Linked DNA regions of Mus musculus: regions 1 and 2 are each linked to region 3. Evidence: chromatin contacts called from public Hi-C data. All regions are on one chromosome and are shown on one strand. The core of a region is the stretch at or near the end of the contact, and the rest is flanking DNA. Distances in the headings are between cores, read along the strand shown. Region 1 has its middle 26 kb from the start of Spry2. Region 2 has its middle 20 kb from the start of Gm41239. Region 3 overlaps 5430440P10Rik (RIKEN cDNA 5430440P10 gene).

What was found. Hi-C and Micro-C count contacts between places; a contact is called where the count stands out from the background.
Region 1: a contact with region 3 is called in a Hi-C map of bone marrow-derived macrophages, with 18 read pairs. The contact joins two enhancer-like sites. A contact is called at or near these places in 1 of 39 promoter capture datasets (the SN4741 cell line), 1 of 484 Hi-C or Micro-C datasets (bone marrow-derived macrophages), 7 of 115 datasets of contacts at active chromatin or transcription factors (embryonic basal ganglia, embryonic hindbrain, embryonic stem cells and 3 more) and 1 of 9 other capture datasets (embryonic stem cells).
Region 2: a Hi-C map of bone marrow-derived macrophages shows a contact between it and region 3, with 20 read pairs. The contact joins two enhancer-like sites. A contact is called at or near these places in 1 of 484 Hi-C or Micro-C datasets (bone marrow-derived macrophages) and 2 of 115 datasets of contacts at active chromatin or transcription factors (embryonic stem cells and forebrain).

The regions. Positions count from the first base shown.
Region 1 is chr14:105,920,414-105,924,277 of GRCm38.p6, forward strand. No RefSeq gene overlaps it. Among named protein-coding and RNA genes, the nearest start is that of Spry2, 26 kb to the left of the region's middle. Within about 2 kb of position 2,243, at least 153 of the 459 cell types and tissues checked have an H3K27ac peak or open chromatin away from gene starts, as enhancers often do. A contact at or near this core is called in bone marrow-derived macrophages, where this site is marked.
Region 2 is chr14:105,840,551-105,844,746 of GRCm38.p6, forward strand. No RefSeq gene overlaps it. Among named protein-coding and RNA genes, the nearest start is that of Gm41239, 20 kb to the left of the region's middle. Within about 2 kb of position 1,516, at least 7 of the 459 cell types and tissues checked have an H3K27ac peak or open chromatin away from gene starts, as enhancers often do. A contact at or near this core is called in bone marrow-derived macrophages, where this site is marked.
Region 3 is chr14:105,430,029-105,434,043 of GRCm38.p6, forward strand. 5430440P10Rik (RIKEN cDNA 5430440P10 gene) reads left to right here. Exons shown (of 3, transcript NR_045859.1): 2 at 3,364-3,486. Among named protein-coding and RNA genes, the nearest start is that of 5430440P10Rik, 4.5 kb to the left of the region's middle. Within about 2 kb of position 1,738, at least 36 of the 459 cell types and tissues checked have an H3K27ac peak or open chromatin away from gene starts, as enhancers often do. A contact at or near this core is called in bone marrow-derived macrophages, where this site is marked.

The sequences.
Region 1 (3,864 bases), core at 993-3,492, 490 kb after region 3:
TTTTCCTTCCTCCCTTTGGCAGCCGGTGGTGCATCTTCCTGCCTTGAATACCGCATTCCCTAGTTATTCAAGCTCAGTCATTAGCACCCCGACCCCCTACAAAAATTATGAATGAAAAGCCTTGTTGTTCTTTACAAATAACTCGGGCTGCCTCAGTCAGTCAAATTCGAATGGAAGTGACTGCCAGACAAAGGAGCGGGATGACGGACAGTCCTCACAGCAAGTCATCAATGCTCACAGGAAGTTTTTAAAGCCACAATATAGGTAAGGGAAGCCTGGGCGTTGTGGCGGGACAAGCCCGCAGAAGGGGGTTGGGAGCCCCGGGGCTCTTTGTGTCTGTGTGGATCTCAGAAAAGGAAACCTGCTTGGAAGTTCTGAGACAACAACGTCCAGAATCTGTTTGCCCTGGAGAGCATTTGAAACCGGTCCCTGGGAGATGCTCTCACCTTACGGCAATTCTGGTTCGGACTGACACACACAGACAAAAGTGAAGGCACCAACCATTTACTGGGTTTTCAATGCTGAGCTGGGCAAGAGTGGGTTAGAAACTCCGAGCTGCACAGCACCCCGCTGAGAAGTTGCTTTGTCCTGGGCCCCTCTTTCACAACAGGGGAAAAGGTAATTGGCAGCCCGATTGTTTAGCCGGGACCCCTGCTGTTTTAGAATCCTGGAAGGCCCCAGTCACACGTTGTCAATAATGGCCCTCAGAGGTGAGGAGTGAAGGAGGGCTGTTCGGGAAACAGTTTGAGCCCTTCAAGTGGACAGGCCTCAGTGACTTCTGCGCTCTGCCTGCCACGGGCAGCTCATTCAAAAATAACCTTAAAGTAATAAATCAAACTCGTTTCCTGAACTATACAAGGAACAGCTGCTTATTTTTCCTCACTTTTTTTTTCAAAGCAGAGAGAGAGAGAGAGAGAGAGAGAGATTTCATTTTTTTCATTTTTTTTTTTTTTAACTACAGGAAACCAAGCATGTCAAAATTTGGCAAAGCAGTTTGGATGATTTAAAAGCTAAACACTCCTCTTTATAATGCTAGACGTCCATTGGCCTCCCCCCCCCCCCCACTTATTTAAACGTTTATTTTTGCAATCCGTTTGTTGCAACAAATGGCCCTTATCCGGTTCTCCCTGTTTTTGAAAGGAAGATGACGGGGGTGGGGGTGGGGTGGGGGTGGGGGCAGTTTCTAAAGCATTGGTCCATTGGCTCAATGATTTTACAGGTACCAGTTCTTTTCTAAGGTTCTGCAGCAATTTGATGGGGGCTTCGGATGTTACCGCATTTGTTTCTTCTGAGAGCCCGTTTTTTTTTTTTTTTTTTTTTTTTTTTTTGGAGTTTTGATGAGACCAGTAGTTTTTCTTCAGTCTCTTGATTTAGGAACTCCATGCTAGAGTCTTTGCCACCATAGAGGAGATCTTTTCTCTTCAGAAAAAACAATTTGCAACTTTTCAGTCTCTTTGGGGGTCCTTGTGTGTCTATCTTCCTCCTTGGATATGTTTACTCTCCAGATAAGAGCAGCTAGCCTCTGATTTCTTTGCCAATGATTAAACATCTGTAAGGGACACAGGATATAAAAAGAATTCTCTTCTGTAATGATTAGTGTGTTTCTTTGTTTTATAAATAGCTAGTATTGAGAAAAGGATCCATTTTTAATGAGAACCATAATAGAAGTTATTCTAAAAATTTTTAAAAATATGACAAGATATTTTCTAATAAATCATAGAATGCCTTCCTAGAAATTAGGGTTTTCATATCTTGTATACAATAAGAGTTAAGAAAGAAACATACTTTAGGGCCTCTGATTTTTACATACTATATATATTTCAAATCATTTAAACATAAGCAGCTCATCTTAAAATTAATTCTAAGGTTATTAATATCCCATTGTACAACATACCTTGATTACTATCATTGTTTAGAAGTATCGTTTGTCATGATTCAGTAGTAGAGGAGAAATGATGGATGGAGTAGTGGGATGTTTAGTGTCTAATTACCGATGAATTTCTTTTTCTTCCTGATTTGGTTAGAGGTTATCCGTGACTAGATGCTTGTCATGAAAGGCATGTCTACAGGAAGACGGTGAAATTCCGTTTGCAGTAGAATCACTGTTGTTGTATTTGCAGGGAAGTACACTGCTGTGGTAGCACAAATAAGTCAAAGTTTGTGCCACATGGTTAGGTCAGTGTACTTTGTACACTCACAGTGTCCCCCCGGACTGTTTTAACAGTGAGTTCAGCAGTGGGTGTGGTTTCCATATGAATAGCTCTTCCTCCTATGGCCGTTGTTCACTCTGAGACTGTTTGGATATAACTTCTCCTCAGGTTCAACATTTGAGGCTCAAATGTGATCTATCTAGGAGGAATTCTTGAGAACTGTATTAACATGTTTGAAAGAACTGGATTTACTGAACACACTACTGTGTCAGAAAGGATTCCTTGAACGCTTGGACGGTTTCTAAACATAGTTTATAAATAAGGATATAAATTATCTGTGAATTAACACACAAACGACTTGGAAATGTCGAGGGCTCTGTCGTCTAGATGACTCATTTCACCCCCATTGAGTCACAGCTTCCTCTTGCTAACAGATGCTTAGAAATGGACTGGTTCGGTGAATTTCAAAGCAGCTGGAACCTCCGTGGCCTTAGCATCTCCTTTTCTGGATCACTGCGGCCTCTGGGCCACATGTAGGGGTGAGCTAGGGAGAAAGGAGCTGTGCGCAGACTTGCCTCCTGGCCTCCTGCTTGGCTGCCACTCACACAGCTTGCCCCCAGAATGGACTTCCTGTGTTGTCAGTCTTACTCAGTATCTCACCAAGCACTCTTTGTCACTCAGCCTGAGACAGAAAGGGGCGAGATAACAAATCTAGACTGCTTGTGTTGATTTTGTGGATAACCTAAAGGGCTCTCGGGGGGGGGGGGGGGGGCCCACCTCTACTTCGGCAACAGCCTTTCCTGTGACATTGAGCCAGGCTTTGGACATCCCGTTCCTTGGTTTGTGTCAATGAGGAATGAGGACCGCGGTGCTGTGTCCTCTTACTTTATTACAAAGTGCAGTAACTCGAACATTTTTCTGAACATTGAAAGCCCTTAGCAAAGAAAACATAACGAAACGCAAATTACAACCACCACAAGAGACAGACGGTCTTTTCTGTTCTCAGGAGATGGGAAGGAAATCACAGCTCACTAATTACATTCTTTACCTCCAAAAAGAATATGTTGTAGTCATGTAAATAAGGTCTTCCCTTCCGTCATCCTTCCAGTTTCCCCTATTATTATTGTTGTTGTTATTGTTATTATTTGCCCACATCACCATCCTCTTCCTGCAGATTTCCTTCTTCTACGTGGGAGACCTTAACACTTATATGGGGTCAAAGTTCAACAGCAACTGGCATTAGTCAAGAACGTGTCTAGTAGGCACCGAGACAAATAAGGAGATCAACTGAGTGATGGGACTGCATAGCAAGTCATGGTGTGTTGGCTTCAGCAAATTCCCTGGGTTCAGAAATGAATTCACAGAGGTAGCGTTGGCAAGCAGGGTCTCTGGACTTTGGTGTCTTTATATCCTAGGATGCGTATTTATCCGGAGCTCTTTGCAAAGGGATTGGACAGGATGGAAACCATCGAGAAATTGAAAGATTCTTCCTGTTGTGTGGGAGAAAGTATCATATCTATACCTGTAGCCTTTACCTTCCTTTGGTTAAACAATGAAAGTAGGCTCAGTGCACCTGGGAGAGAAACACTGGATCATTCCATTGCATTAGAATTTATAAAATATTCCAAAAATTCGAGAATGTATTTTAATTTCACGTAACAAAAAAAATCCCCCTTTAAGCGGTTGAGTTTATTGCTGCTATCTTGTGTTATGA
Region 2 (4,196 bases), core at 266-2,765, 410 kb after region 3:
GAGTTCTACATCTTGATTCACAGGCAGCAGAAGGAGACTGTGTGCCACACTGGGCATAGCTTGAACACAAGTGACCTCAAAGTCCACCTCCACTGTGACACACTTCCTCCAACAAGGCCACACCCCCTAATAATGCCACTCCCTATGGACCAAACATTCAAACACTTGTGTCTATGGGTGCCACTCCCATTCAAAACATCACTGCTTCCAATACTTAATCTTCATGGTCTTTTCCAATAACTTTTTCATGGATTCTAATTGATTATGCATCACCAAAGAGATTTTTAATATGTATTGAGGAGTACTTCAATACACAAAAGAACGTTTCACCATAAAACAGATAGCCCCCCAAATAATAGCTATTTTGTGCTCTTTGGGAATTCTCACTACCCTCCAGCCCTGTGGCAGTCATTGCTACATCTCTTGGGCTTTTGCTAAGGTTGTTAACCAGGAAAAGCTGTTCAAAACCCTCTGTCTTCCAAAACACTTACAGAAACATCTATGTCTTCTCTAGTCTTTAAAGTAAAAGTAATAATTAGTATTATGAGACATATGGTGAGATCTAGGAGTACCAGCTGTAGCAAGGAATGCTCCACCATGTTTTAGACTTGAATGCTTTGCTTTAGATGGACTTGATGCTTTGCTTGGATGCTTTTATCTATTTAGAGATAAGTTTTCTCTATGTAGCTCTGTCTCACATAGAGAAACATAGAACTCACAGGACTGATCTCAGACTTCTAGAGAGCCACCTGCCTCTACCTCCTGAGTGCTAGGATTAAAGGTATGAGTCACCATAACTGGCTTTGGGAGAATTTTTATATCTTTAATACAAGTGTCTGCTTATAACTAATCCTCATAGAAACTAAGAGGAAAGGTTGATTTCATTGAAGGGTCATGGTTCTGTTGCAACCTGGTTCCAAAATGGCCTTGGGCACTATCTCTAAACTGAAAATAAAGAGTCTGCTGTGAAAGCCAGTATGTCTCCTGGCGATGACTGACCTCTTGGTATAAAAGCCATGATAAATGGTCATTTTAAAGTGTTTGGTTGTTGTTGTTTTGATTTGGGTTTTTGTTTGTTTTTGTTTTGCTTTGCTTGCTTGTTTTTTAAGTGGCCTTTTGTCTTCCTCTTTTGCCACTCAAACTACCTCTAAGTTAGACTGCTTTATAGTAATTATTAGTCACTGATGTTTTTCCTGTCTTCTGTCTTTTATTTTCAAATGCTGAGTCAGACTTCCTTTCCTGAGACAAATACCATTTGGCCCTGATGTATATATACTTCTTTTTTTACTGCTGGATTCTATTTTATGGAGGATTAGTTCAGTGCTTTCAGTAAAAGATACTAATTAGTAGGTGTGTTTGTTTGTGTGTGTGTGTGTGTGTGTGTGTGTGTGTGTGTGTGTGTATGTTTTGTTTTGTAAAGCCTTTGGTGGACTGGCTCTTAGGGCACTGTTGCCCTGGAGCTGATGCACAGGTGTGAAGGAGTACTGTGTCCTGGCTTGCTCTCCACAGCTTGCTCAGTCTGATATCATAACACCAAGGACCATTAGCCAAGGGAAGGCATTACCCATGATGGTCTGTGCTCTCCCAGCATGAATCATTAATTAAGAAAATGCTTGCCTGCAGCCTGATCTTAGAGAGGCATTCCTCAATTGAGGTTCCCTCCTCTTAGATGACTCTAGCCTGTGTCAAGTTGACATTAAACAACCCAGTATAGTCATTAATCACTGATTCATTACTTTTAATGGATATCGTGGCATTCATAGAATCTTTTCATCTAATGTGAGTCTAGGCAAATTTTTCTTTCAAATAGTTTATTTTACTATTGCTCACTGTATTTCATTATTTTTCTGCTAATACAGTCTCTATAGCAATATCCCTACTTCCATTTCTTTTTTTTTTTTTTTTTTTTGGTTTTTTTTTTTTTTTTTTCGAGACAGGGTTTCTCTGTATAGCCCTGGCTGTCCTGGAACTCACTCTGTAGACCAGGCTGGTCTCGAACTCAGAAATTCGCCTGTCTCTGTCTCCCAAGTGCTGGGATTAAAGGCGTGCGCCACCACTGCCTGACTCCTACTTCCATTTCTAATGTTAGCAAATTTGTTGTCCCTTGTTGTCTTAGCATAGCTAGAACCACTGATTCTGTTGATTTTTTTTTTTAATTGGCTTTGTGTTTTATTCTTCTCTGTTGACTTCATGTTTTGAGATATTTATTATTTACTGTCTCACTTTGGAATTAGTGTTATATCTAACTACTTTCCTAACTTAGTAGCTTAATCAATTTATTTTTAGAACATTCTTTTAAAATTTTTCAATAATATATACACTAAATGCTACAGATTTCTATGTTAACACTGATTACATCACAACCTAAAAGCAGCAATAGGCAGTTGTTTGTTTGTTTAAAATCTCTCACGGGGCCTTCAGACATTTGTCTAATCTGTGTGTTATTGAGAAGTATATTATTTAATCTCTTTTGTGTACTTTTCCATGTTTTTTTTCCTGCTATCAATTTCTAGCTAATGTCTAGAGTGGTTTGAGAGCAGACATTGTATGAGTTCTGTTTTTCATAATTTCGCTAACATGGCATGATCCAGAATGTTTAGCCTCTCTTAGAGAATATCCCAAGCACACTTGAAATGACTGTTTTGTTGTTTGGTGAAATAGTCTATAGATGTCAATTATACTTATCATGCATAGTTTGAACAGTTTATTAATAGTGGGCATAAAAGAGAGAAAACAACAGACTGAGGTCCAGAAACAACCTTCAAAGTCATATCCCCAATGATCAAGTCTTACCTCTCAGCTTTCTATAATAGCCCAAAATAGTGTCACCAGGGAAGAACAAAGCATTCAAAACCTGTATCTGTAGAAAACATTTCACACTCAAACCATGACATTTTTTTCCTGGTCTCCAAAGGCTCATGCACATTTTATAATTAAAAATGTATTTCCTTCATCTAAAAGGTCTCTATAATATTAACAGTTCCAGCAATTGATCAAAAACCTAGCTCAAAATATGTTATGAGTCTCTCATTAACTCTTAGTTTTGAGCTCCTATAAATTAAAATCAAAGACATAATGCCACAGGGGGGAAAAAAGGTATTTTCATTCCAAAACTGATCATTGAGGCTATAGGAAAAGGGAGAAAGAAGGAGAGAAAGGAAGGAAGGAACGAAGGAAGGGAGGGGGAGAGAGAGAGAGAGAGAGAGAGAGAGAGAGAGAGAGAGAGAGAGAACTGAAAGCCAATAGTTCAAACATGTCCAACATTAAGAACATTGCAAGCTCGGATGGGCCTGTGTGAAGTTCAATCCTCATGGCCTCTCTCTAGCTGGTTTTACTTGCTGCCTGCAGCTTTCCCAGCTGCATATTCAGCATCTGGCATCTTTAACATTCTGTGTACTCTGATGTGGGTTAAGCTGCACCTTTGCAGGATCACACATGTCCTTTCCAGCAGCTTGTTGCAGGGAATCTAACTTGGCCACACACTGCCTGCTCTCCTCTGCCTTCCTTTCAGATCTCTGGGGAAGCAATGATCACTCCACCCTCAAACTTCTGCATTCCACACACTTGCATGGCCAGCAAGATCTTCTGCAAGCTTGAGTGATAGCCAGGCCTGCCCTACAGTGGCCTTTGAATGGATAGGTGCCCTACCCAGCCAGGAAAGCACTTCCCCAGGCAATCCTATGTGATCAAGCTATCCCTGTGGGTCTCTCATCTCAAGGGAAAGGGTTACAAAAGGAGTTTATAATTTTATACATGTTAATCTATGATGACTTGGTATGACCAAGTCCTCAAATGTCCTCAAGACATTATTTTTATTATTTCTTTGCAGTCATTGGTCCCCTTTGTTAAGGCACTAAGCTTTTTAGCAACCATATCTTCCCTTTCCACAACTTCAACCATATTTCTTTTCTGCTCAAGAGTTTCTCAACTTTTTCTACACTCCATTGCCTCTGGATTCTTGCTGGATTCAAACACTGGCTAGAAGAAGCCGGTATTCGCTAGTTTGTGGTGGTTCATGCCTTTAATCTCATCACTCACGAGGCAGAGTCAGGAGGATCTCTGAGCTTGAGGCCAGCTTCTTGTACAGAATGAGTTCAAGGACACATCTGTCTTGATGAACTAAAACCAAAACCAAACAAACAAACAAAAAAGCCCGTATAAACTATACACAGTCTGAATGTTATCCTTTCTTGAAA
Region 3 (4,015 bases), core at 488-2,987:
ACCCTCTTGGCACGTTTGCCAAATGCCACAATCCAGGCTATAGCAGAGGAGCCGAGGAAATGGCTCATGGGTTAACAGGACTTACTCTCTTGCAGAGGACCCAGCTTCAATTTCCAGCACTCATATGGCAGCTCACAACTGCCTGTAACTAGTCCCAGAGCATCTGATGTCCTTCTCTGACCTCAGTGGGCACAAGGCACGAATGGGATGCACACATACATGCAGGCGTGATACTCATGCACATAAAAAAACAAGACAAATGTCAACAAAAAGACCAACAATATAGTACAGGGCTAGCTTTTTGCTGGGGGGACGAGCAAATAAGAATGCATATCTGAAGAAATAACTCCAAGTTTTGGAAAACACATAACCTATTAACTCTTTAAAAACTGATTCCAAAACTATTTTTTGTTTAGTAAGTAAAGATGTTAGGGAAAAAAATAAAAGCAAAAAAACCGATGAGCATTTCATGTACAATTATGACAATAAATAATAATCCCTAAAATCTGATATGCTCTACTTTCTGGAAAATGTAATCAATTGTCCTAGTTGTACAAAGACTCTAAAGATTCTCTGATGGATCACTGCTAATCCACGGTTTGGCACGAGGCATCTTTGGCCTGGACCATGCAGAAGAGCTTTAAGCAATGTTCCTTTCATCAGCTTGCTAGTTGGGAGAGTAGACCCTGGTTTGTTTCAGAGTCTCATACAGGATCTCTCTACCTCTCTACTGAACAAGTAGAGAGAAACAGTGCCCCACCACCACCACCACCACACACACACATTTTCCACAAAACACCCATGAAGGGGAAAGACAGATCCAGGAAAAGGAGAGGCTGTAAGGGTACCCACAGCGTATCTTTAAGAGCTGACAGTTCGGAGCCTTAGAGATGACTTAGGCAAACTCCAGTGCCATGCAGTTTAGACTTGGCCTTCAGAGTCTTGGTGCACTCTCTTCTGCCTTGTGTCCTTTGCTCTTCAGAGAATCTATGTGTTGGTAAATGCTGTGGAAGGACGACTGTGACAAGGGTGCGAATGAGACGAGGTAAATGGCACACAGTAAACTCAGGGTAGCTGGGGAATGTTTTGAGTTTGTGCGTTTTTGTGCTCCTATGCTGGGTGAAGTTTCCCACATTCATCTTATTTTTTTCTCAAATAGAATGAACATGGGAAAACATGAGAAGTGTATGCTAATCATCTGAATGGTTCCACAACATAGTAGTGAAGTTTTGTCCTCAAAATAAACTCTGTAGTAAAACTGGCTCCATCTACATTTCTGAACTGTTAAGTTCAGCAAACACTACATATAACTTCATCTACTTGAAGCCTGAGTAAACTCTTTGCCCCTTTGCAAACCAGACCCTGGATGTGGACACCATCTGTCTTTTGATGTCTTGATAGACCCATGCCACACCCCTAACACTGTAACCTTGAAAAGTCTACACATCCCCCAGATGCCCCTGCTATCTTGTAGTTTCTAGTTTCTCAGGTTCTATCTTGTAGTTTCTAGTTTCTCAGGTTCTGTAGTCAGAATCCTAGAGCCCATTATCCTAAATGTGAAGCTCACGAGTTCCAAAGAATCATCGCCTTTAAAAACAAAACAAAACAAAACAAAACAAAAAAACAAAAAAACAAAGAAAAAAAACCCCACCAACCTCATGTTGTGCTTGGTCATTGTCTGGCTGTGGTGGGGAACAGAAACTGCAAGATGGAAGTGTGTATGTGTGGTCAGGGACCTAAAACCATTCTTTGTGGTCACTGTGGCCAGTTCTGTATTACGGAAGGTCATACATCACACAGGCTGGTGCTAACCTCATCTTCCACCCCTCCGAACCATAGTTCTACCATTGTATTAGCTCTGGAAATACAGCATGGATTATTTGAACACTCTTTATATATTTATTAAACTGTCTAAGTTCTAGTATATAAATGCTATTTGTTTCTTACTTCAGCTAGAACAAGAATATACATCTATGGATTCTACCTCTTCTTGCTCTTGGCTAACTGTAAGCAAGCTGCTAGAGCTGTCTTCATTTGTACCATGTTATGAAATGGAAGCGGTAGCAATTCAAGTTGTTGTCAGAATTCAATAGGATTAGATAGATAGCTGACAGGGATCGAAGAGTTTCCAAGGGTAACCCGCAGTAATGTTGTGTTGTAGTTAGTACCACCTCACTGGCTTACTTCACTTTAAATCTAAGTAACAAACAAGCTTTGATTGAGCAACTGTTTGAGGTTTCAACTTATGATGGGCAGAAACATAGTTTTCTATAAAACTGAGCATTGATTATGCGAATTAATTATAACATCCTCATCCTGGGAGATCTGTGTGGCCCTCTTACGGATGCACCAGGCTTGTGCATGAGACCCGTTTGCTGTGTTGGAGGAGCAGGTGATGTATGATTTCCAAAGGCAGTTATTGAAATGAACACTTACTTTGAGTGTCTCATAAAACAGTGTTTGAGCCCAGGTGGAAAGTACTGTCAAGTCTTTCCTCAGCCGCTCCTTCTTCCTTGGGTCTGTTTGATACTCTCCCCTTTGATGACATTGCCCCTCAGAGAATCTAGCTTTCATTACCTTCTTTCTCCTTGCAGAGTCTCCTTCTTACCTCCGCTCCCTTCAATTCTCTCTTCCTTGTCATTTCTGAGTTCTGCCACTGAAGGGAAAAGCACCAACCTGTCACCAGGCCATGAGGGTATCTGCAGCTTTTGCACAACAGGCAGGCACCGGCAGCAAGGCCTTTCGTTCTTGGATACACACTCCTCTCCCTGCCACTATAGACGTAGATCACCCCCCACCCCCTGCAGCTGCAGCCCTGCAACAGCTCATTCACTACACAGGGGCCGGCTGTGGGGCTAGGGTAGCTCCAGGCACTGGAGATAATCTCAGGCAGCTACAGTGACTGGTGAAGATCAAAGGTTTTGTGCCTGCCTGAGGTCAGGATAACACTTGCTTTGCAAGCCTGGGAGCCCTAACCTTATGTCAGCAGATGGGAGAACATGGCTTTCTCTTTCAAAAAGTTTTAGCAAAAGATAGTAAATAAAATTCAAATCATTCTGAGGCTGTTTCTGTATCAAATGACTTTGATTTTCTGATCATTTTTTTGTTGTTGTTCTCAAGGTAATGGAGGCTCAAATCCGTAGAAAGCACTTTTCTGTAGAAAGTAGATCTCTGGAGACAGAAAATAAACCAAACTCCTAACCAGTTTCATGCATAAGCCCCACTTCTATTCCCTGAACCTGCAGCTACAGACTGTGTAAATGATCTAGAGAGGCTTCCAGAAACACTTAAAATGAACACTTCTGCTCAGTAAATGCCTAATTTATTTAAACCACAGATGAATGTTTGATAATCATATTGTAGGTAGAAGGAAGAAGAAGAGGAGGAGGAGGAGGAGGAGGAGGAAGAAGAAGAAGAAGAAGAAGAAGGAGAAGAAGAAGGAGAAGAAGAAGAAGAAGAAGAAGAAAAAGAAGACAGAAAAACTGTGTGAGTATTTTAGAATCATGATGTATCTGAGAAGGAATCCAGAAAGGGCAAAATGACTTCAATTCCAAGCAAAAAAAAAAAAAAAAAAAAAAAAAAAAAAACCTCAGCTAACTAGCTTAAGTAAAAGGAAGGACTTATTGCAGAGACATGAGTATGTATGTTCTGGATGTTGAAGATAAGGAAAAGTTGAGTCAGTAAAGAGTGAGTAAAAGAGAGACTCTAGAGCCCACGAATAGCCCCGTTTCTCTTGGCCTTTTAGGTCTATTTTTTTCTTCACATATTCTCTCTTACCCTGTCTCTATACATAGGTATTTTCTACCTCTTCTAATATATGAGAGATCAATACTGTCCAACAAATTTCTATTGTGATAGGAATATTCAAGATTTGCTCTGTTTATTTTAATAGGTTACCAGCCAGTGTAGAGATGGAACACCTGAAGTATTTCTGGAGTGAAGAATGATCTGAATTTTTAATTTTAATTAACTTAAAATTCAAATGATCACATGTGATTGATGGCTATAATACTAG